Regions from separate parts of the Mus musculus genome. Here all the other regions are linked to region 1. A link is a contact called in public HiChIP or PLAC-seq and promoter capture Hi-C data. All regions are on one chromosome and are shown on one strand. Each heading gives the region's core, a stretch centred on a gene start, on an enhancer-like site or on the middle of the called end of the contact. The rest is flanking DNA. Distances are from core to core; before and after follow the strand shown. Region 1 holds the start of Papss1 (3'-phosphoadenosine 5'-phosphosulfate synthase 1). Region 2 holds the start of Ppa2 (pyrophosphatase (inorganic) 2). Region 3 holds the start of Gar1 (GAR1 ribonucleoprotein). Region 4 holds the start of Casp6 (caspase 6). Region 5 holds the start of Sec24b (Sec24 related gene family, member B (S. cerevisiae)). Region 6 holds the start of Pla2g12a (phospholipase A2, group XIIA). Region 7 overlaps Mcub (mitochondrial calcium uniporter dominant negative beta subunit).

Region 1 (3,149 bases), core at 174-2,673:
TGGTGCATACACATACACACAGGGAAAACACTCAGACTCAAAAAATAACAAAATGATCTTTAAATAAATGACTTATAGACAGACAGTATTACTGAAACTTCTTTGAAATACTCCAATTTAGTCAACTTACCTCCCTATCCGTAAAATCCTGTTAGCAACAATAGTGATGCTGAATCGGAGTTTCAGAGCAATGGTTTCGTTGCTCTTTCACCTTCGTTATCTTCTCTACTCAGAAAGACAATCCTGAGAAGGACACACTGTTACACCCTCCAGTCACCTGAGATTCAGAGTGGAGTGACTGTCCTCAAGATCACCCAACTTACAAACAGCAAGGCGGGGGACTGGAGCCCACGCCAGGAGTCTGTCCCTTCCAACCTCCTAATCTCCCTTTTATCTCACATCCCTCTCACCTTCTAAGAAGTTAAGGTAAAGGATGAAAGAAGACAGTGAGAATTCTTGAATCTGACAGCAGACGTGGCAAATCAATGACTTCAAAAGAACACTAGCCTGAAACAGCGTTTTTTTTTTTAACTTTCTCCTGACTCACCAAGGGCAGGTGATGATTTACAAGATTAAATTAAACTTCATGATCCTGTTACCTGCGGAATAAAAGAAAAAAAAAATCCATCTAACGCTGAAGCAGGGCCTTTGCAGCCTCCAAAGTTGGATGGTCTCCAGCTTCGCGCTTACCATCTTAGCTGCCACCACCAATGAATAAACTACAGAAGTAAACGACCCTCTGAAGCCATAGCACTTGGCCAATGAAGCCAACTGGCACTCGCTGTTCAATGTTAGAAACTATTAATCTTCCCACACCTAACTGTCACCAGAAATCGAGTCTTTAAAAGTATGTCTGTGTCCGACATTCCAATTTAAAACAGAGACACAAAGAACCTCAGTCCTGCAGTCCCGATCCATGAATGACCACATTGTTATTCTCTCAGTACACTGCAACTCAGAAACGTAAAGACTCGGAGACCGACCCAAACCTGGGCCAAGCACACCCGGAACGTGCAGAGGCGCCTCCGTCTGCCTCCGCCGCAGCCCTCCGCCTCGCCAGCCTAGGGGACAGCTCCGGGCCTGGACTCGCCTTCACCGGCCGCCGCCGCCCGGGTCCCCGCCCCCGGCTCCCGCAGGATGCACGGGCAGCCCGCGGTTCCCACAGCCACCCACGCTCCCCGCGCTCCGGCCTGCGGCCACCACTCACCCAGTTCTGCGCGTTATTGCTCAGCTTGACTTTCTTGCACAGACTCCCAGGAATCTCCATGGCCGCGGAGCGCGGATGCACTGCTGCTGAGAGCCCCGGGGCCGAGCAGTGGGAGAGAGGCCGAGGGGCGGGGCGGAGCAGGGAGAAGGGGCGGGGCCTGCACCCCGGGCTCAGGCGCGCGCTGACGTGCGCTCCAGCTAGTGATCGCCTCGGCTGGAGCTAGGCATCCGAGCAGCGTGGAGGGCGGGGCGAAGCGGAGGCGCGGGGTCGAGACCTCAACATCCAATCACCAGGAGGGGCGCTTGAAGCTCCGCCTTGACCCAGGACGAGGGGCGTGGTCTGAGGGTTTGTTGAAGAGAGCCTTCAGATGCTGAGCATGCGCAGTGAGCGAGGCGGAGCGACGCCTGCAGAGCTGGGCGTGGGAGACGCTCCCTAGAGCTGAGGCTGGTAGGGGAAGAAGCTGACGTGGGCTCCTGCTGCTCTCTAGCTTTTCTTCCGCAAACACTGCACAGGCTCGATGTGTGCGCTTGTCAACTAGGCCGACTTTGAAAAAATGTTTCCCAGCCCTGCAAAAAGTAGGATTACTTAAGTGAATTCACCATTACATGTTGCTCACCGCTTTGCAATCCTACTCAGTGCACAATGTTTTTTTGACATCAACTGTATCTCATCAAGGATTAGAAAGTATTTGTAAGGTGACGCCTTTCCCACTTGGAGAGCCGCTTTCTATCAGGAAATTTCTATGCAGTGTTTGTTGCCGCTGACTAGCCACAAAGGGGCTTCTCTAGTACTTGCTACTCATAGAGGACTAAAATCCAGGTTCCCTGGTACGCAAGGCGGAATGCTCACCTATAAAGGGCATTTCCAACCACATATAGTCCATGATCAGTTCGTAAAAGAATGGGGCTGGGAGGGGGAGGCCTTCTCCAGGAGTTATAACCCTTCGCACTCATCCCCATAACTTTAAGCTCACCATAACCATAACTGCAAACATCCACAGTCTCACAAAATTTAGCTGCTTACTCCGCTACTGATGACGACCAGTGATCACACACACACACACACACACACACACACACACACACACATATCAATCAACACTTGAGGCTTACTTGCATAGCCTATTGCTAGCAAGTCAGTTCCTATTTGCTCCACTGACAAAGTCTCAAATTAATCTCCCTCCTCCACGTCTAACAGGAGTCGTCATTGCACAGATACACGCGCCACACACCACACACACACACACATACACACCACGCACACAGAGAGACGCACACAACAAGTATCACTCCTCTGCCAACCTCTCTGTTCTCAATAGTGTCAGACAGGTACTTCTAACATGCAAATCAGATCTTATTCCTCCACCATATATATAAAATGTCTTTATTGCTTGCTTGTTTTGTCTTTCTTTCTTTCTTCCTTTCTTCCTTTCTTTCTTTCTTTCTGGTTTGTTTGTTTTTGTGTTCTTGAGTCAGGATGTCTCTTTATAGCCCTGGCTGTCCTGAAATTCACTCTGTAAACCAGGCTGACCTCAAACTCGGAGATCCACCTGCCTCTCACTCCTGAGTGCTGGGATTCAAGGCGTGTTCCATCCTTTAGCTCTATCTAGGGGATTCTTAATCTAATAGTATATAGGACTGAATTTCAATACAATTCTAAATTCTGCTTATAGCAGTCACAAGAATGAGACTAAAAGACTAAAAATAAGGACAATGATAAACAAGAAAATGTGGACAAAGGCCAATCACATATATTTATGAAAATGTCATAAAGAAACCTATTCTTTTGTATGCACCTAAAAAAATAATTGTTTTCTTTTAAAAGATTCTAAGTTTCAGACTAAGGTGGTGGGGGCGGGTGCCACCCAGAACCAGCCATTTCTCAGAGAGCCCCCATTCCTGCTCAAGGGAAATAGTGCATAGATACAGCTGGAGCCATGGGA
Region 2 (3,010 bases), core at 496-2,995, 1.7 Mb before region 1:
CATGACATATTACTGCACTTATTGAAAACCCAAGACACGTCCACCGTATTATACCCACAGGCTTTTCTGCTTGGGCTTTCTGCCATTATATAACAGCATCTCTTCTGGAAAACACTCCCAGTGGCTGTTACATTGTAACTTTGGGAATATAACCCATTCAGAAATGAGCACACATATTAAGGGCTTCCCTTCCTTCTGTTGTTTTATTTTTATGGTTGCTCTTGTTTGGAGACTGTTGTCTACCCAGGATCCGGTTGTGTACACACCCTCTTTTAAAAGACCTAAATCCATCTCGCCTCAACAAGAAACAAGACAGGGTCTCTTGTAGAGGAGCAAACAGAAACTAATTGTGAAGAAACTATTTATTATAAGATTTATTACAATGACAAGAGTTTGCCATTCGAAGTGCCCCATGTGTTCAATCCAGGAGACAGAGGGAGGTGTACTACTGTGAGTTCCAAGCTGCCCAGGGCTGCCCAGTGAGGCCCTGTCTCAAAATAATACAAAAAAAAAAAAAAAAAAAGAGTTTAAGCTAGGTTTGCTCCTTTATCACAAAATAATCTTCAACCTTCAGCTCCAGAAAAGTAACTGTAAAAATCAAAGTACAGTTATTAATGATTTCAAGTTATACTATAAGTCCGGTGACTTCTTTGAACATACATAGCCGCTTCTGCAGCCCTATCTTATAGGGGAAAAAAATTCTAATACTTAGCAAGTTAAGACACTCATCCAGCATGGGGGTCTCGGAACAAGATTTAGCTTCACCTCTTCAGGGCGGAACCTCCTAAGAGGTGTGCACAAGCCTTGACATTGCAACCGCTCCGCTACCTGGTATTAAGTAAAGGAGGCCTGAAAGCAACCCATCTACGTGGCTATTTTCACGCGATTGTTAACGAGACCTACAGAGTGAAAAGAAAAAGGAAAGTGGCCAGGAGCTTTTCTGTCTTTGGCGTCAGCCCAGGGCAGCCCAGACGGCCCTCTTTCTAGGTTTTGCTCAACGTACAGGGCAAGAAAAGGCACCACATTCTCGCCAGAACGCCGGCCAATCTCCTGCTTGTGGATGGCATTCAGGGTGCAAACTTTTAGGTTAAAAACTCAGTTGACTGTTGCTGTTTTTAAGTTAACCTTACCAAACAAAAGGTTTCGTGATGGCGTTGTGCACACAAGCCTATCCCAGCGCCTGGCTCACATTCTCCTCCCACTTCCTCCCTGCCTGTACGCCTGCGCTGACAGCAAGGTCGCGGTCGCAGGCAAACTCGCTTTCGGAGTGAAGACCCCGGTCCCCAAAGTTCTGCGGCCGTACGGAGGCGGATGGGCTTAGCAGCGCCCAGGAGGCGGCGCGGGCGAGCGGCGGGCCACGGCGCGGAGGTCAGCGGGAGGAGCTCAGCGCCGCGGGCCGGCTGCGGTCGCTGCAGAGGGCGGTTGGCCCCGCGCCACCCTGCGCACCGAGACCGGTCCCCTCCGCAGCGGGCTTGGGCGCGGGCTGCGGACCCGGCCGGGCAGAGCAAGGCAGGGCAGGGCACGGCGCCGCGGCCCCTCCGCCGGCCGGCGCGGAGCTGGGCGAACGACTTACTGAAGAACAGGCGGTAGTCCTGCGAGCGGGGATGGCCCAGCTCCTCCGTGCGGTACAGGGACATGACGCGGCGCGGAGGGCGGGCGGCGGCCCCCACGCGCCACCCTCGGCCGACGCTCAGCAGCGGCAGCAGCGCGCGCATGGCGGACGGTCTGCGAGAACCGCAGGGTCGGTGCTGGGCCCGGCGCGGCCGCTCGACGGCGCCCCCTGCCGCCCGGAGCCCGCACTGCCTCCCCGCGGTCGGCCTCAAGTGGCATCAAGTCCCACCCTCTTCTGCATTCCTGGGGCCACCTACCTCTCCACTTTGCTCCACAAGCCCTCAGAGGCCGAAGACCATCAAGACAAGGACCTTAGAAGCCCCAGGAATTCACCACCACGCACCCACTCACACACTGTCAGTGTCTGCGGTCAGACTTTGATTACATTAATGTAGCACTTGGTTGCATGCATACCTCCAGAAATTTCTAAAGGAACATCCAAGCCGGAAGGAGGGAGTGTACACACACGCGCGCGCGCGCGCACACACATACACACACACACACACACACACACACGACTATAATGTATAATGATCGAGCGTCCTTGTGAAGACATCTGACACAGATTTATCCTAAATCTGTAATTCCCTCAAACGCCACTTCCTCCATAAGGCCCTTTAATATTTAACCCAAGTACAGGTAACTTTTAACTTCTCTGCAATTGCATACTTCACAAGTATTTCTGTCTGGTCCGGTGGCCACAACTAGTTACAACAGCAGTCTTTGCAGTCTGGTCCAGTAACAACGGGAGCTGTGGTTCTAAGGAAGGAACCAACCATTGCCCTTTTCTGTAGACCAGTTGATTGGGAAGACCTCACTGGAATGGTCTTCCGGACCTCTACCAGTTTCTGCTCCAACTGTGAGCAAGGCTCACATCCTCACCTACTGGGTTCTTTCTGCATCTAAATTGTGACAGTTAAAACCCAAACTGGTTTTACCCAGGTTTCAGAAAGGATCTCTTAGAGGTGCCACTAGCCACTTAGACATTGCTTAGCCTAGTCTCTAAAAAATTTTGACATTAGTGGCTTTGTAACACGTCAACATGATTAGGCGGAGTTGCAAGCTAAGTTGTCCTATAAAAAATGGAAACATTTCCTTCCTGCGTTTATTTCATTGATTTATATGATTCTGCCTATGTTAAAAAAAGAAAGCTTAAAATTTCACCTAAACTTCAAATATTGGATATTTGAGAAAGAAATTCCTACTGAAACAAGGTTCTGGGCTGTCTAATAGTCTAGATTCTTAAAATTAGCATCAAATTCCGGGTATGTGATTTAGGAACATATTACTTTATGGCATTAAAAAGAAATGGCTTGATTTTGAACATATAAAATCTCATCTTTCATTTTCTATAATTTACTGAAATACCTGTGGATCAAAACCGAATATACAATACATG
Region 3 (3,469 bases), core at 100-2,599, 1.7 Mb after region 1:
GGGAGCTGAGTATGAGACTATACAAAACAGCAATGGTATTAGATTCACTATATCATCAAATGCAGCACAGACGGAAGAAGTTAAGTCAACAAGCATTTATTTAGTCTGGGGCCCAGAATGGGAGATGTTGCCTGTTGTGATGTTTGAGCATCTGAATTCTTAGACTATATTGAGTGATTTGGAGTGGCAATGAAAAAGGGTAGCAGTGTCAAAAGGCTGAACTCAGCTATGACAGTACAAAGGTACTTCACAGGAATCAACAGAAACCCATCAGGTTTGATTAGAGATTGCCACAAGCCTAGAATAGAGGTAGGGATAGTGCTGATTATATGTGTGTGTGTGTGTGTGTGTGTGTATACATATATATATATGGTGTGTATGCATGTAAAATTACATATGTAATTATTACATATATTATAATTCAGTATTTTATAATTGTATGTTCTATATTACATATATTATATTATAAATATAATATATAATTGGATATATATGGTTATAACATCTAAATTTAAAGTACATTTGCCCAATTTTTAAAAATATTTGGAACTGGTGTGTACTTTTTCAAGAAGTTTACAGTTTAGAGTAACTGGCATACTGGAATTATTAATGTTTCTATATCTTTTACAAAGATCTTTCAAAAATCTATTCACAATAATCCTCTGATATGCGGATCAGTCTCTACTTTCTTTCAAATAAAAGGTGATATTGTCAAATGCCAAGAGATGTTTCAGACAATACAGATACAAAAGAAGTCAACCAAATTTAAGAACTAGAGGTCACTTCTTTTGTGATGAGTGAAGTTTTAGTGATGTAAGGAAACCGATGTCGGAGATGAGAGTGTTAAGGAGACGGGAGGTGAGGTGTCATCTATAGATGGGTGCATAGTCTCTCGGAGTTCAAAACGTACTTGATGAAGACATTGAGACCATATTTAAAAATGGTTGCCTTTCTGTCATCTCACACACAAACACACACCCTTTCCTATTTAATAATAACAGAACACGGACACACAGGCAACTTCGACACACACCCTTTCGTATTTAATAATAACAGGACACACACACACACAGAGGCAACTCCGTTGGCGGTGACAGGTTCCGACGTCCTGGGCTGAGCACCGCTTGAGTGGCCAACACTCCGTGGAGCAGAGTCAGGTCGGGACCTTCTCGCAACCCAAGAAGTGACAGAGCCCGGCGAGTAGCACCAACTGCAGCCAGCACGCTTCAGCGACGACACGCCTCACCAGCTGTTAGCACGGAAGGACTCAAACAACTCCGTTTCCAAGGGCAACGCGCCGCCACACTTCCGGAAACGTCGCGTACGGAGGGCGCTGCGATTTTGCGTCACTTCCGCCACCTCTAGCGCGGTGGCCCTTGCGTGGATGAGGTGGGGGCGGGGGGGGGTCACGCTGGACGCTATTGTTTCTCTTCCGGTGCTGTGTGCTCTACTCGGTAAGGCGTTGGGACCGCTGCGTCCGGTAGTGACGGGCCCTTCCTGCAAACCAGCCCTTCCAATTTCTAGTCTGGTAACATTGGACGGCTACGGTGGCCGAGGAGGTTTGAGCGCGCCGGAAGTGTCCCTCCGCGCGCGCGCGCCGGGCTAGGCTGGAGACGCACGTGGCGCGGTGAGTGCGGCGGAGGGCGAGCGAGGGTGAGGGCACCCGCGGGGCGGGATGCGGTGGAGAGGCATGGGATGCGGTGGCGAGCCACGGGTCGTGGGGCTGGGGCGAAGACACCGCTCTCTCTGCGCTCGCCACTTGGCTGTGTGGGCGAGTGGCAGGGCGGCGTTTACTGCTGTCCCCTTCTTGGTGGCCTGAGCGAGGCGGAGGGGACTTAGATAAATGATCGACCCGCGGTGACCGGGAGGAGCGGCCCGTCTATTTCGCCAGGCCGGAGAGAGCATGTCTTTCCGAGGCGGAGGTCGCGGAGGCTTTAATCGCGGTGGTGGAGGCGGAGGCTTCAACCGTGGCGGCGGCAGCAACAACCACTTCCGAGGGGGCGGCGGAGGCGGCGGCGGCAGTTTCAGGGGCGGAGGCGGCGGCGGCGGCGGCAGTTTCAGGGGCGGCGGCCGAGGAGGATTTGGACGAGGGGGCGGTCGTGGAGGCTTTAATAAATTTCAAGATCAAGGGCCTCCAGAACGTGTCGTCTGTAAGTCGTCTTCTGAGCTTAACCTCCTTTGCATTGGGAATAGAATCCGGTTTAAGTTATTAGTGCGTTTGTTGATAAGACTCCGAAAGGCAAGTCGCTTGAGTGCCCTGACACGTATAAGGGACTGATCATGAGAACCGAAATGCAGTGTGGAGGTGAACTTGAGTTGGGACTGAAAAGATGAGACTTAGACAACATTGAGTACCTGGCTCCTTCTAAAGGGCAGAACACTTTTTAGGATTAAGTATGATTCCTTAGTGATATAGTTGAAACACAAAGCCAAGTTTTTAGTTTTCGTAGCTCATATTTTCAGTTACCAGAAAATACCTACAGAATTCACACTCCATAACCATGCAGCCTAGTTTGAACACTCATTCCCTTGCACCCTGCAAAATCATGTTGTAAATAAGTGTGTGTACTATCTTGTGTAGGGCCACATTCATAGTTCCCTGGGTTCCATGCTGCCTGAAGTCTGTGCATTGGACACACGGATGGAGAAGGGATTTCAAAAGAAATATAAGTAGAACTTGGCTGATAGTGAGAAGAAAAGGTTCTAGTTGTTGCTAAGGTTGGGGAGTTAGTTTTGTAGGCGAATGGTATTAATCCTGGGTTACAGAAACAGAGGTGCCTTGTGTTTGCACACTTCCCAGGAAGGGATAATCACTGGTGAAGAAGTGGTAGTGGTGATGAGTTCTGAGAAAGGAGGGAGGGATCAATAAAGCCAGAGTGGTTCACATTTGAGGCTGGGGAGGAAGAAGAGTCAATGGAACGTAGCATTGAATGCAGCTGTAACAGCCATGACAGGGTAACTGGTGGACAGCGAGTGAGCACCATTGTAAGCACCTAGTTTGTTGTTCCTGTTGCTTTAGCATCAGGTGTGGCTGCAGTTAGATGTGACTGGCCTCATTTTACAGTGTACAGACAGAAGGGGAGTCTCTTTTAGGTCCCCTGGTAGTGGCATGCTAACTTGGGACTACAGTGTTGACAGCTGAGCTCTGCCATAGAGGGGATCAGATATGGGGAAAGACAAGTGGCAAAGCCCACTGGATTCCCGAGTTGGTCAGTGTTTGCAGTGGCCTCGTGTCTGTTCTGTGCTGTTTCAGTGTTAGGAGAATTCATGCATCCCTGTGAAGATGACATCGTGTGTAAATGTACCACCGAGGAGAACAAGGTGCCCTACTTCAACGCCCCTGTTTACTTAGAAAACAAAGAGCAAGTCGGGAAAGTGGATGAGATATTTGGACAGCTTAGAGATTTTGTATCCTTTCTGATTGGGTGAGTCAGCAATCTTGTTAAGAATTATCGTGTCCCTTCCTCCC
Region 4 (3,234 bases), core at 416-2,915, 1.7 Mb after region 1:
TACAGCCTGATCTTATTGGGCACTTTCTTAACTGAGGCTCCCTCTTCCCAGATGACTTTAGTTTGTGTCAAGTTGACATAAGACTACCCAGCACAACACGGATGCAGGCTTCTCAAGAGAGTCTTGCCTTAGCAAGGGTTCAAAAGCAACGTACCCCAGACTGGCCTCAAATTCACATTCCTTTTGCCGCAGTCTTCAGAGCCTGGCTCACAGCAAAGCAGCTTCAAAGCGTATATGGCACAGCATTTCCCCAAGAGCTGTTCTGTGTTATCTACGCTGACCTTGAACCTGAGACTTTCCGGCCTTGGCCTCTTTTGTAGCAGAGATTAAGATAGCCTATAGGAGGGTTAGAAATGTGTGGTCTCCTCTGTTCTGGTTCTCAAAACTGTACACAGCATTAATCGTCAGTCTTGGCCATGTCTCACTTCTCCTTTACTGTTCGACCCTACAGTAAGCATGGCCTCTGAGCTCCTTAGTTTAATTTGTATAAAATCACTCACCTCTTTTTCTCTTTATGGTACCCTCCAGATAAAGCTATCAGCCACTGTAATTGATTGCATGGGACGGTAGATACTTTATCTTACTACTTCCAAAGCTCAAGAACACAGAACAGGGCCAGTCCTGCCTAAGGTCGGAACCGAAAGCCCGGCACTGGTGGATTACAAAGTCTGTACTACATGTCACCAGGCATTCCACTAAAGGTCACTTTCCAAACTAGTGACCTTCATGAGAATCTACCCATATTCCCTGTCAACCATCTACTTAATAACCTGTAAGAAGTAACTCACCTCCCTAGAACATACTCTGGAAAGGGCACATACACATAGAACTGAACAGGAGAGGAAAGGAATCAAACAAAAGGGTGAGCGGCACGGTGCCCTCCCCCAACCTGGCTTCCCACCCCTCACTACTCATCCCTAAACTGGAGATGACCACTAGACCCTGTGTGTCCAATAGGACCACTCCTGGTAGGACCATGGGGACTTTTACAGTTTTCCTCTGGAATAAGGACAGAAGTTCTGAAATAAAGGCCGTCTCTGATAGACCTTAAAGATTTTTCAGGCTTGACGTCGGTTTTGATAGGCGACAGGAAGCCTGTTCTGAGGGAAGCAAGAACTAGCAGTTTATCACTGTGTGGAGAAAAGTTATTTGGGGCTAACGCGTAGACAGCAACAGGTTTGCTGGCTGCAGAAGACACTGTGGCGGAGGTGCTCGCCCAGGTCTGGCCTTGGTTAGGGGTCTTGAGCCCGGTTACCGCAGGCCTGTGCCCCAAGCCTTGGTCCGCCTCCTCTTCCCACTTTTCAGACAGACGCGAGCAACAAAAACAGGATTCAACTTGCAGAGCCAAGTTCTCCACTACACAGTGCAAGCGCCGCCCTCTAAAGTTTAAACAGCCGGGAAGCAGCGGACGTGAGGACAAAAGCGCTCGGCGGGGTTAGCCTGAGCAAAATACCGCTGCTACGTCCTTCACTGCACAGCGCCGCAAGCCCACTTCTGTCAGTCCTAGCAGTCCCCGGAGGCCACCACCCTTCTCTGCCCCGTGCCCCACGCACGCACGGGTGTCCGCACTTACCTGCCCGCGAGCTCCCACCGGTGTCCTAGCCCTGAGGCCTCCGCTCGTCCACCCGTTTCCTGCCAGCCCCGCCCCGCCTCCTGCCCCGCCCCAGGATCCGCCTCTGCCTCCCCAAGCAACTGGGCCCTTTGTCACCCAGGCAACGCCAGGACGCCACTGCGTCTTCCTCCTGCACAGAGCCTGGCTGTGTGTAAGCATATGTGTATGTGTAAGTGTTGGGGAAGAGGGCACTGCCCGGGGAGCAAGTAGGGCAACTTCACGTCCAGGGTGGTGAACTCAGTGTTGCCGTCCCCGCCCGACAATCGCTCTTCGCCACTTCATCTAGTGCTCAGTTTAGTGTAGAGAGCTTACTCTACAGTCAGAGGGCTTTTTTCCTCATGTTTTTGTTGTTGTTGTTGCTGCTGCTGTTTGGACAGGGCTTTAGACAAAACAAAACGGAGGCAACTCCTGGACTTTCTTCCCACCCCCCAACCCCCTCTCCTCCCTCCTTCCTTCCCTGAGTCTCCTGTAGCTGAGGTCCTGACCTTGATCCTTCAGCCCCCACACTCAGTGCTGTGATAACTGTCTTTGTGCCACTGCACCCAGGACTCTCGCATGCTAGCCTAGCACTCTACCAATTCCTGGATGTTTAAGTCTGGCTTATAAAAGTAGGGGTAGTTTGGCAGTGCATGCATAAATTCTAAGAACGACAGTCTATCTGTAGGTGATGGTGACCATGGCCTTTCCTGTCATATTGTGCCTACTGTGTGCCACCTTGTCATTTAAAAGCAAGCAACTATAGATGATAAAAATTATGTTAAGGTGTTACCAGCTGACTGAGGAGTCTTTTATTACACTACTTAATCATGCGTATATGTGTAGGAAGTGTGTGTGTGTGCATGTGTGTAGGAAGTGTGTGTGTGTGCATGTGTGTACATAAGGGAGGTTCTTTAACAGGGCAGGGCGGGCTCACACATGCGTAGTCTCATGCCTGCTGCAGCAGGCTTTGGGCATCTGCAGGTATCTTTGCACAGCCTTTGGCCTTCACTAGTCTCAATGTCACCATTTCTATTAAAATAAGACAGTGGAAGTCTTGCTGTGTCTTGCTTACTGAATAAACCTTTTTCCTTGCCCCGAAAACATGTCCGAAATTAATTGGGCCCCTCTTGATGGCAAGTAAAGAGGGTTAGGCTTAGTAATATTCAATTGTCTTAATAATGATTTTCTCTGTCATTACGACATGGCATTTCAAGCTTTCCCTCCAGTGGTGGTGACCAGTTAAACCTGCACTCAGAACCGTGCCTTTCATGGGGGAAGCTCAGGGAAAATGGCTGGGAGTTGCTCTCCGTTCTCTTGTTTGGGGAAACAGTGTGGTCTATTTTTATTTTTATTTTTTTACTTATTTAGGTCTCATCATCCCCAGCCCAGCTGCCTAGACCTAGCAGAGAGTGAACTTCAGGGTGTCGACCACCGTCCTGGTTTGAATGGCTTGTCTGACTCCCAAGACTGCCTATGCTTTGGATATGACTTTCATTATTTATCTGAGTCCTGACAATGCATCTCTATCTCACTATATAGGAGCAGGATCCTCGACTGGCTGGCCTTCCACAAATTTGAAAGGAGCAGATAAAAGGGACTGCTTTTCATGCTTTAGTACCTTCTTATCTCAAAACATTGTTATT
Region 5 (3,187 bases), core at 71-2,570, 1.5 Mb after region 1:
AAGGCTGCCTTTTATCTAACTGCCAGAAACCCTCCTATAGTCCAGGCTGATGTTTGGATTGCCATTTGGAATTTGGGGTACGGAAGTTTCCTTTAGGCCCAACACAACCGACCAACGGAAGTAAATAATTTTGGAGCCATTACATTATGGAGATCTATGGAAGTGTAATATCTCAGTCTGTGTGAGGAATCTTCCCTGAAGAAATAACATATCCATACACCTGATTGAAATCAGCTAACATCAAGAACACATTGCAGAGGCAGAAAGCCAATCGCCTATTCTTCCCTTACTCACATGGTGTCACCCTTAATTTTAGTAAATTCAAAGGACTCCTGGCAAGGGCTTGAACTGTGACCTCCTTGATGAAGTGGGGGTGTGATCTCTAGCTCAGGGAGGCTGAGCTGCTGCGAACAAAGCCACAATACACATGAATACAGAGCATAATGTGGCTGGAAATCTCAGAACTCCAAAGTTTATTTTTAGTGCGGTTCGATAGGGCATCCGTCATTAACTCACGGCAACTATTTAAGGAAGGCTTTGTGTTCTAGAACTACGAACCTTTGAGGTTGGCATAACCTTCCAGTAAATAGGATTCCAGCGCTCCGGAAATGCCATCTTACTAGATCACATTCTGAATCCGAACGTTTTTGAGCAGTTGCACACCCACCACTGTGTGACCGTGACCTAGTTGGGACCAAGATGCCCAAATGACTTGGATAAAGTAGTCTTTACTTGCCAGTCAGCATGCTGAACGGACCAGGGAGATTGCTTCTAAGACTTCACTAAGGTAGTCAAAGCAAGCTGACCTGTCTTCTGGATGCCACAGCTCTCCTAAACACCAACGGGCGGGCGGAGCCAACCCTTGGTGGGTGGGGGGAATATAAAGTTCGTCTTCAAGCTCTCCTAGTATTAGGCATTCATCTTTCTCCTAGCGTTTAAAGCCACTGGTCAAAGTTCTGGCTTTACTGCCACTGTTATGGGGAATCTGTCATAGAGAAATGTTTTCTCTCTGCTTGGGAATTACACATTTTCAATCAACATTTAGCTTGATTGCGCTGTTAATTTGGAATTAAGTTGGAGTGGGGGGGGGTGGCGTTGTACAAGAATAAATAACAAATCCAAAGCCAGGCTTCCTCTTCCGAGGATGGGTACGTGGGTGGGCTGGGACTGGCGTGACCCAGGACTCGGGACCTCAGCCCGCAGCTTTGCACCGCTCTGCAGCACTGCAGGGCGCAGGCTCCATCCGGGTAGCGGCGGCCACCGTGGCCCGCGCCTTTCCCTTCGGCGGCGGCGCCGCAGCCGCAGTCTGGCCTGTGCGGGGAGGTGGTCGCAGCTCCGGCCTGCAGGGGGCGCTGGCGCGGGAGGGCTGGGCCGGGGTCCGCACGCGTGCGGTGGTGGCGCGGCCGAGCGTGGGTGCCCGGGCCGCGGTCGTCGGTGAGAGTGACTCGGCCTGTGACGCGGGCGCGTTCCTTCCTCTTCCTCTTCCTCCGCGGCCCCGCCTTCCTTCCCTCCGCCCATCTCCCGCCGCGGAGGAGCCGCCGCCGCCAGCCGCGCCGTCATGTCGGCCCCCGCCGGGTCCCCTCACCCGGCCGCCGGCGCCCGGATGCCGCCCAAGCTCGGCGGAGCTGTCTCCGGCCTGGCACCGCCGCAGCAGAACGGTGAGGCGGGAGGCCGGGGCGCGGCGTGGGGCCTAGGCAGGCGGAAGGGAGGGAGAGCGGGCGGGCGGGCGGGCGGCCTGCGCGGTGGCTGGGGGCGGGCAGGGCAGGGCCGGACCGGGGAGGCCGCGGTGGGGCCCCGAGGCCGCGGTGGAGCCTGGAGGCCGCGATGCGGCGAGGGGAGCGACCGAAGGGCCGGCAGGGCGGGGCCGCCGGCCGCCTGCCATCCAGGCCTGCCCTCCCGCGCGGACCGAGGCCGGAGTGGAGGGGTCGGCGGCCCGCACGACCGTCTGCTCCGACCTGGGCGCCGGCCGGTTGCCCCGGGCGACCCTTTGGGCCCCGAGAGCTCACAGGACGCCGGGGCCGCAGAGTGCTTGGTCTATGGAGGGCTGGGAGCAACCTTGGTACCTGGTGGATCGCATCCTTCCGGGCCCCAGGAACGTAGCTTTGATTTTTTTTTTTTTAAGGCCCAGCGAGCACGCCGCCTGGAAGGGAACTTAGTTTGCACTCAAGTTTGTAGGCAGAAGGATGTAAATGTGCTGCAGAAGTGTAACTGTAACCCCGACCCACTTCGGCCTCGGATCTGTTGTGGTTTGCCGCTGCGGTTGCTGCTCAAGCCTTTGGAGTTCGCTTGTAGTAGTGTAGTGTTCCCGGGGTAGCAGGTGTCAACTAAGCGAACACCTTTAGAGTCCCCCATCTCCAGCTTCACTTTCAAGTCTAGGAAAACGTGCCAGAGTTGCTTGGCCCTGTTTTGATGCAAGGCCTGCGTAGGGAAACACGACTGTGGCTTTCATACAGAGGTTATAGGCTCCGAGCATGCAGGAGTTATTGCTGAGAAATGATCTTACCCTAGCGTGCCTGGCCCCTGCTCTGGATATCTGGAATGTTCCTAAGTAGGGGAGGGGCCCTCCTTAGAGAGTTGAGTGTGTCTAATGAGACCCTCCCAAAGTAAAGCGAAGAAAATCCCTCTGCCCTGTGTCAAAAAACAAAACTACTCAATACTCATCAAATCATTGGCCTAGTTTACACAGCGTGCTAATCAAATTTACAGCCAAAGTTTGGAAAATCAGTAATGCTTTTCAAACACGAAACACCCCAAGAATCAGGTGGAATTTTTTATTCACAATTAAAAAAAAATGATGGTTTAGTCTTAAGATCCCTAGGTTGGTCTTACTTATCAATATTTCATGCTTCTTATAGTTGTTGTTTAGTATCAAGAGCTTTTGAAGGTGAACGGTGTCATTTGTATCACACTTGTCCAGGTGAAAACATGGTTTGTGAGCAGCTTTGTCTATTATGTGTGCCTGGGTATAAATGACTGTGCCCCTCCTTGCACATAGAGTTCAGAGGATAACTTCTGAGAGTTGGTTCTTTCTACCTTGTAGGTTTTGGAAATCCAACTTAGGTAGGCTTCTAGGAACTGCTAACTAGGCTTTGTTTTGTTTGTTAACATTGTAAATCAATGTTTAACAGTTTCAGGGACGGTGTCCTTGATTGTCAAGTGTCATTTTTATTTTTTAGATGACACAGAG
Region 6 (3,497 bases), core at 986-3,485, 1.7 Mb after region 1:
GCCTAGTTGGTCATCAATGGGAGGAGAGGCCCTTGGTCCTGTGAAGGCTCGATGCCCCAGTGTAGGGGAAGGCCTGGACCAGGAAGCAGGAGTAGATGGGTTAGGGAGAGGAGGGAGGGGATAGGGGGTTTTGGGAGGGGAAACTAGGAAAGGGGATAACATTTAAAATGTAAATAAAGAAAATATCTAATAAAAAAAATAGAACTTGTGCCTTAGCAAAGTTATCATTTACTCCTTGTTACCCACGACACCCCACTAATACAGCTCACAAAAACAAAATATTGTACAGGAAGAAAATATTCTTTTTGGTGTGTATCGGTGGAAGGTTTTAGGCCTAAGTTTTGGAGGCAAATGGAGATCCCTAGAATGAATTCAATGGAATGTTCTTTATATTATCATAAAGATGGAGGCTATCTGTAGACTTATAAGCTGCAGGGACGTCACAGGTTTACAGGAGAGACTTTTTTAAAATTAAGTTTACCAACTCTGCAATCAGGGTTTCTCACTAAAGTCATGAATTTCCCTATTATTTTCAGCTGGTAGCCTTGGCTAATCTCATAAGAAGCTTGATTTTACAAGTTCTATATCCTAACATTCTGAATTGCCAAACAGAAGCCTCATCCCACCCCTCAAAACACACACACACACACACACACACACACACACACACACACACACACACACAGAATGCTTTAAAATAAAACAAAACACTAAAACAACAAAAAACCCTCACTCAAATCACTGCCTTAAGTGCTGATTTTATGACTATTCACGCTGCCATGAAACAAGTTCTCAGATTCAAACAGAATGTTTAAAAACAATGAAAGGAATGAGCAGACAAACTCTAATATTGACAGAGAATAAGGAAGAGAGGCCAGTGATACCCAAGAAAGCTACAAGGCGGACAAGATGGCTTGTGTCTGTCATCCAAAACCTGGGTGGCCAAGGAACAGGAGTTTAAGGTCAGTCTCAGCTACATACCAACTTCAATGCCAGCATGGGCTACCTGAGACCCTGTCTCAAAAATCAAATCAAGACAAAACTGCAAGTCTTAGATTGTTTTCCAGAAGTTAGGGAACTTTTTCAATGCAGTATACCTCCCTCAAAAACCAAGTACATCAGAAATCTATACAAAAGCCACAATTTATTTTACCTAGCTTTGCAGGTAAACAAACAAAATGGCACTTAACACCAACTGATGGCTTTTAAATTGTCGTTTGGCTTTCTATGTTTAGCTGAACCAATTACATGATGTGTGTGCGCGCGCCTGTGCATGACCGCACGTGCTAAACTCAGTCTGTCCCACTTCCCTCCCACCTTTCCCGCCCCCCACCCCCACCCCGCCCCGTACATCAGAAAGTTCTTAGGCAACTTTGTGCAATGGCGGGGAGAGAGGGCGAGAAGCTCAGATGCAAAGGAGAGCAGAGTGCAGAGCGCGCACTCAGGTGACCTCTCACATTTGTTCCCAGCTTGCTCAATCCCAAGGACAGCACGCTCCAAGCGCTGCTCATTCTTTCCACACCCGAGGACGCAGTCAATGCCTGTCTGGCGTCTGTTCCCCTAATCCCCCTGTCCCGCACTCGTCCTTCCATCCCGCTTCCCTGTCCCCGCCCCCCTGCTCCGCAAGTGTCCCCCGCCCCACAACCTGCCCCACACGTACCCCTCCATCTTCTAGCCCCCCACTTGTGCCCCATCCACCTGCTCCACACTTGTTCATCTACCTGTTCCACACTCCACACACACACATCCCCCTGCCTGGCACCAGTCCCTTTATTTTCTCGCTTCATACCCGTCCCCATCCACTTGCCTGGCTCGGATTCTCGCATTTCCCCCCAACCCCCCAGCCTCCGGGGACTGTCCCGCCTCCAACCCCCTGCCACCCCGCGCCCCCTTGTCGCGGCTCACCGTCGCTGCACTTGTACTGGCAGAGCCCGTCCTCCCCGCCCAGCAGGTCCAGCGCGGCGTTGAGGTACGTGTCTATCTTGTGGATGCCGTTGCGGATGGTCTTGAGGGTGGCCCTCCAGTCGGTGGTCTGGTCCTGTTCCTGCCCACGCGCAGTGGCCAGCAGCAGGAGGAGGAGGAGCGCGGGGCTCCGGGCGGGCGCGGGCCGCGGAGTCACCATCTGCGGGGCCGGCGCGGCGGGGCTGGGCAGCGGCGCGCGCTCCGGCTCCGGCTCAGGCCCCCGGCCTCCTCCGCGCTCGCGAGCTCGCGCCCCGTCACTGAGCTGCGCCGAACGGTGGGCCCGCCCGGGCACGCGCGCCGCTGCCCACAGTGCGCATGCGCCCGAGCGTGGGAGCCTCATTGCCCACGTGGTCTCCGGAACGCTCCCGTAGCTTACGGTCCTGCCTCTATGGAGTCTTAAAAACGCCTTGCCAATGCCCTAGACATAGTCATTGCTTTGGTTCAACACCACAGTGAATTGGTTTTGTTTTGTTTTGTTTGTTTTTTGTATTGTTTTTCAAGACTGGGTCTCTGTGTAGCCCTGGCTGTCCTGGAACTCACCTAGACCAGGTTGGCCTCGAACTCAAGAGATCCGCCTGCTGGGATTAAAGGCGTGCGCCACCGCCTCCCAGCTCCTAGTGAGGTTTGTTTGCTTGCTTGTTTTACAAAGCTCTCCTGTTTACCGAGACACCATAATTTAGAACGACTCCAGTAGCACAGCCTCCCTTGGGCTCCGCAGTCCCAGCCTTTACTGGACAAGGCCTGGGGTCCAGCGTAGAAAACTGTTTGAACACGGGCTGGCCTTGCACCCTACCAAGCCTGGATTTGCCTCCTGGGTTCTTGTGGGAACCCTATGATCAGCCGCAGTCCTAGCAGCGCAGCATGGTCTGGAGGATTGTTGAAGATGGAACTCTGCTCAATCTGCCAGAGCACTTCCTCCATTGCTTCTAATTCTAAGGAAGGAGAAGTTGGCAGTTATCCCTCCTTAAAATTCTAAATACTGTAGAGAAAAAGCTAATCACCGACTAGGCAGAGGAAAGGGAGGCAGGAGTGTGTCTTCCGAAGCGGGACAAATGCGGTAAGGTTACCTGGGACCAGCCCTCAGTTAATTTTTCTGAGACAGAGTCTTGGCCTGTAGCCCAGGCTGCCCTCCAACTTGCCTTGAACACACTATCCTCTCAAGTGCTAGGATCTTGGCGCCAAGCCTCTCTCTTTTCTATTTCTTTACACATTTACATCTTGCTGAATGTATGTCTTTTACCTTAACAATAACCTGTGCTCTGAGGACACGGGTTGCCGCGTGTCTCTCTCTGGGGATTACGTTCTCAAATGCCAGATTCTTTGGCACCTTTTCTCGTCTATTGCACACGGATGCAATAACACGACTGGTTAAACCGGATTCAGTTCCTCACTTCTCTTTATGATCTGCCATCCATGGCCACAGCAGTCACCTCATAATTAAAATAAAATCTCACCATTGCCACAGACTCAGATCCCCCTCCCTGGTACCCTGTCGTCATCAGTTTTGTCCCCAGACACTGTATTTTCTTTCCTTG
Region 7 (3,362 bases), core at 221-2,720, 1.6 Mb after region 1:
CTGGAGGAGATGGGGGAAACTTGGAGGAGATGTGGGGACCTGGAGGAGATGAGGGGACCTGGAGGAAATGGGGAGACCTGGAGGAGATGAGGGGACCTGGAGGAGATGAGGGGACCTGGAGGAAATGGGGGAACCTGGAGGATATGGGGGGACTTGGAGGATATGAGGGGACCTAGAGGAGATGGTGGGGACCTGGAGGAGATGAGGGGACCTGGAGGAAATGGGGGGACCTGGAGGAAATGGGGGGACCTGGAGGAGATGGGGGGACCTGGAGGAAATGGGGGACCTAGAGGAGATGGTGGGGACCTGGAGGAGATGAGGGGACCTGGAGGAAATGGGGGGGACCTGGAGGAGATGGGGGAACCTGGAGGAGATGGGGGGACCTGGAGGAGATGGGGGAAACCTGGAGGAGATGGGGGAAACCTGGAGGAAATGTGGGGACCTGGAGGAAATGAGGGGACCTGGAGGAGATGTGGGGACCTGGAAGAGATGAGGGAACCTGGAGGAGATGAGGGGACCTGGAGGAAATGGGGAGACCTGGAGGAGATGAGAGGACCTGGAGGAGATGGGGGGACCTGGAGGAGATGGGGGGACCTGGAGGAGATGAGAGGACCTGGAGGAGATGGGGGGACCTGGAGGAGATGGGGGGATCTGGAGGAGATGGGGGGACCTGGAGGAGATGAGAGGGGCTTGCAGTTCTGAGGAACTCCAGGTGAGAGGCCTTGCATTGGGCATAGTCAAGCAGCAAAGGCTGGAGGAGGAACAATTCTCAGATGAGGTTGAGCAGGTTGAAAGGGGCTCTTGGTTGTTCTAAGGGCCTGGAGGTGAGCTTTCTTCCTACCTGTGGCCACAATGGGTTTCTCAGTAACTCAGACACAGGAGCAATGGTAACCCTGGGCTTTCCTGCCTGTCCTGGGAATTGGCAACAGACAGATGCATACCCAGACCTCAGATGGGGTCAAAACGAGCAGGGCCTTCACATAAATATCCCATACATTAGTGAAGAAAAGTGGGTAAGATTGATGGATTAAAAATGGCTGACATTTCCTCAAAATACTTCAATAACGTTGAAAACACAGCACACGGAAGACAGAAACTTTTCTCTAAGGAAATGGGACTCTAAATTGAGTTGAAAAATACTTTATTGAAGTCATCTAAATGTATTTTTTTTAATGATACTTGGGAAATCAGATTAAAAACATCATTGTGTTGCTGGGTTTTTGTTTGTTTTATGGTTTGTTTGTTGTTCTTAAGCAAATAGGACAGGGGTGGAATTTGCCTGTGTTTAGTTTGCACTTGAAAAGTGTGTTCTGAAACTGCCGTACATCTGCCCCTTTTTTTTTCTTTTTCGTTTTTCCCTTTTTTTTTTTTTTTTTTTTTTGCCAATTCCTGGGAACATGGTCTTACCCAATTGTACAGGAGGAGCCCAGACAGCTAGATTCTAGCCACAGACCCAGCTGCAGACTTGACTAACTGCCTCCTGGGACGGTAGAGCTAGGAGGCAGCCAGCCAGCTTCTCTGTTGTGAGAACAGCCTTACTGGGGCACACTGGTTACTGTAGCTGAGATGGCTTCAGCTGAATATATGAGCAGACACCTGGGCAGGAAGAAACACACTTCCAGAACTTTCCTAGAGTAGATTTCACAGAATTATGTGTGGGCTGTTCTGGAGAAGAGAGCACTCCCTGCTCAGCACTGGTTTCCCACGTACCGCACAGTGAGTTTGCTTTCTTAACACCTGGCCTACGTCAAAGCCTTGTGGGTTTTGGTTTTAAAATAGACTGTGTAAGACTTGGTGCAAAGCACCTTGAGGTTAAAACTTTCCAGGAAACTTCCTTCTCCCATGATGATCCCCACGTGCCTGAAACATTCCTAAACTGAAATTCAGGGGGCCAGAAGATATGTATATGTGTGTATATATATGTATATGTGATATATATCATGTATAAAACATATATATTTATATTCATTATATATTTATAATATATTAATATATGTGTATGTGATATATCACATATAAAACATATATTACTATATGTATATGTGTATACATGTATATATATGTATATATGTGTATATATATGTATACATATATATATGTGTGTGTATATACATATACATATACATATACATATACATATACATATACATATACATATACATATACATATACATATACATATACATATACATATACATATACATATACATATACATATACATATACATATACATATACATACATATACATATACATATACATATACATATACATATATATATATCAGACAATATAATTGTAAGCTTGAACAAGCACCAAGTCTTGGGACAAGTTTCTACAAATACCAGCTGCAAAGCTAGACAGCAACTAGGAAATATTGCTAGACTGAGAGCTAATAGCACTGTCATGACGAGAACTTGGAAAGTGTAACTTTACTTTGAACCTTCATTGGCTCTAGAGGAAGAGGTGCCATGGAATGATGCCGGTAGTGAGCCAAATGGAGTTAAGTCAAGGGCTAGTGAGCCTTCAGGAATATGAACATCTGATGCTAGCGTCATTACTGGTGGGTTAAGGGTGAGGAGGCCTGAGAGATACAGAGACCAGGCAGAGACCTCTACCATGTGTTTCTAGAACCTTCATCTTCAGGGTAAGAATTCAGAGATGAGACAAGGTTGGGGATTAGGAAGTTTCGTTTTAGGAAGTACACACTCAGGAGGGACGTCCCAAGAGAGTTACACCTTGTGGTCTTTAGACAACATCTGGGGGATGGGGTACAAAGGATTAACCCTTGGGGTGATTTAACAAGGAATACTTTGTCATGTCTGGATGCAAGGGAGAAGTTCCGTCATGATGTCGCAGTTGACGCTATTTTTCTTTTAATGATAAAGCCACATTTGATAGTTATTGATTCTATATTTAGATTCTATGTGGTTTATGACCCTAAAGTTTTTGTCTTAAAACAATTCCTTGTTGCTGTTGTTTTATTTAAACCCCTTCTTGTATTCTAACCAGTCCCTATTTCAATTTTACCTACAGCGGTTGACTGACTGACTTTTTTTTCCCTATCCTCTTGAATAGCTCGTTAATTCAATTTCTTTTTATCTCTGAGACATTTGAAATTGCTATTAAATTCTCTTCTTGGTCCTTATCTGTTCTCATAAATGCAATTTAGACATAGTCAAGTCTACTTTTTCTCTCTGCCACTCAATCTCCCTGTAGTTTTACCTCCTTTTCCATGCTAAGAAGGAACTATGAGCCAATGTGGTGGGTGACATTTGGGTGCAACTGGGATACTAAGATTGGTTTCAAGTCAACGTCTCACCTTTGGATGGCCTAAGACTCACAATATGGACCAGGCTTGC

The links. Promoter capture Hi-C pulls out the DNA fragments that hold promoters and counts their contacts. HiChIP or PLAC-seq counts read pairs in DNA pulled down with a chosen protein or histone mark. Capture Hi-C pulls out chosen DNA fragments and counts their contacts.
Region 2: a promoter capture Hi-C map of liver shows a contact between it and region 1, with 2.5 times the contacts expected there. The contact joins the promoter of Ppa2 here to the promoter of Papss1 in region 1. A contact is called at or near these places in 5 of 39 promoter capture datasets (hippocampal neurons, liver, pre-B cells and 1 more).
Region 3: an H3K27ac HiChIP or PLAC-seq map of thymic regulatory T cells shows a contact between it and region 1, with 9 times the contacts expected there. The contact joins the promoter of Gar1 here to the promoter of Papss1 in region 1. A contact is called at or near these places in 5 of 39 promoter capture datasets (embryonic stem cells, hippocampal neurons, liver and 1 more), 5 of 484 Hi-C or Micro-C datasets (CD4 T cells, CD8 T cells, pre-megakaryocyte-erythroid progenitors and 1 more), 2 of 115 datasets of contacts at active chromatin or transcription factors (astrocytes and thymic regulatory T cells) and 2 of 9 other capture datasets (adipose tissue and liver).
Region 4: a contact with region 1 is called in a promoter capture Hi-C map of pre-B cells, with 4 times the contacts expected there. The contact joins the promoter of Casp6 here to the promoter of Papss1 in region 1. A contact is called at or near these places in 5 of 39 promoter capture datasets (embryonic stem cells, hippocampal neurons, liver and 1 more), 2 of 484 Hi-C or Micro-C datasets (B cells and CD4 T cells), 1 of 115 datasets of contacts at active chromatin or transcription factors (thymic regulatory T cells) and 2 of 9 other capture datasets (adipose tissue and liver).
Region 5: a promoter capture Hi-C map of adipose tissue shows a contact between it and region 1, with 4 times the contacts expected there. The contact joins the promoter of Sec24b here to the promoter of Papss1 in region 1. A contact is called at or near these places in 4 of 39 promoter capture datasets (hippocampal neurons, liver and pre-B cells), 4 of 484 Hi-C or Micro-C datasets (B cells, CD4 T cells, CD8 T cells and 1 more), 1 of 115 datasets of contacts at active chromatin or transcription factors (astrocytes) and 2 of 9 other capture datasets (adipose tissue and liver).
Region 6: a contact with region 1 is called in a promoter capture Hi-C map of pre-B cells, with 6 times the contacts expected there. The contact joins the promoter of Pla2g12a here to the promoter of Papss1 in region 1. A contact is called at or near these places in 6 of 39 promoter capture datasets (the C10 cell line, embryonic stem cells, hippocampal neurons and 3 more), 2 of 484 Hi-C or Micro-C datasets (B cells and CD4 T cells), 2 of 115 datasets of contacts at active chromatin or transcription factors (astrocytes and thymic regulatory T cells) and 1 of 9 other capture datasets (liver).
Region 7: a promoter capture Hi-C map of liver shows a contact between it and region 1, with 2.3 times the contacts expected there. The contact joins the enhancer-like site here to the promoter of Papss1 in region 1. A contact is called at or near these places in 4 of 39 promoter capture datasets (the 3T3-L1 cell line, hippocampal neurons, liver and 1 more) and 1 of 115 datasets of contacts at active chromatin or transcription factors (thymic regulatory T cells).

The regions. Positions count from the first base shown.
Region 1 is chr3:131,563,042-131,566,190 of GRCm38.p6, reverse strand. It overlaps Papss1 (3'-phosphoadenosine 5'-phosphosulfate synthase 1), which reads right to left and starts at 1,423. Exons shown (of 12, transcript NM_011863.2): 1 at 1,208-1,423. The coding sequence starts at 1,267.
Region 2 is chr3:133,308,845-133,311,854 of GRCm38.p6, reverse strand. It overlaps Ppa2 (pyrophosphatase (inorganic) 2), which reads right to left and starts at 1,745. Exons shown (of 12, transcript NM_146141.2): 1 at 1,574-1,745. The coding sequence starts at 1,715.
Region 3 is chr3:129,829,276-129,832,744 of GRCm38.p6, reverse strand. Gar1 (GAR1 ribonucleoprotein) reads left to right here and starts at 1,349. Exons shown (of 7, transcript NM_026578.3): 1 at 1,349-1,627; 2 at 1,892-2,150; 3 at 3,254-3,408. The coding sequence starts at 1,904.
Region 4 is chr3:129,899,846-129,903,079 of GRCm38.p6, reverse strand. Casp6 (caspase 6) reads right to left here and starts at 1,665. Exons shown (of 7, transcript NM_009811.4): 1 at 1,574-1,665. Gm46825 (a long non-coding RNA gene) reads left to right here and starts at 1,649. Exons shown (of 3, transcript XR_001783989.2): 1 at 1,649-1,763; 2 at 2,960-3,234.
Region 5 is chr3:130,059,040-130,062,226 of GRCm38.p6, reverse strand. It overlaps Sec24b (Sec24 related gene family, member B (S. cerevisiae)), which reads left to right and starts at 1,320. Exons shown (of 24, transcript NM_207209.3): 1 at 1,320-1,658. The coding sequence starts at 1,559.
Region 6 is chr3:129,877,344-129,880,840 of GRCm38.p6, reverse strand. It overlaps Pla2g12a (phospholipase A2, group XIIA), which reads right to left and starts at 2,235. Exons shown (of 4, transcript NM_023196.4): 1 at 1,906-2,235. The coding sequence starts at 2,122.
Region 7 is chr3:129,928,754-129,932,115 of GRCm38.p6, reverse strand. The region is part of intron 3 of Mcub (mitochondrial calcium uniporter dominant negative beta subunit); the gene reads left to right. Among named protein-coding and RNA genes, the nearest start is that of Gm40151, 17 kb to the left of the region's middle. Within about 2 kb of position 1,470, at least 26 of the 459 cell types and tissues checked have an H3K27ac peak or open chromatin away from gene starts, as enhancers often do. A contact at or near this core is called in liver, where this site is marked.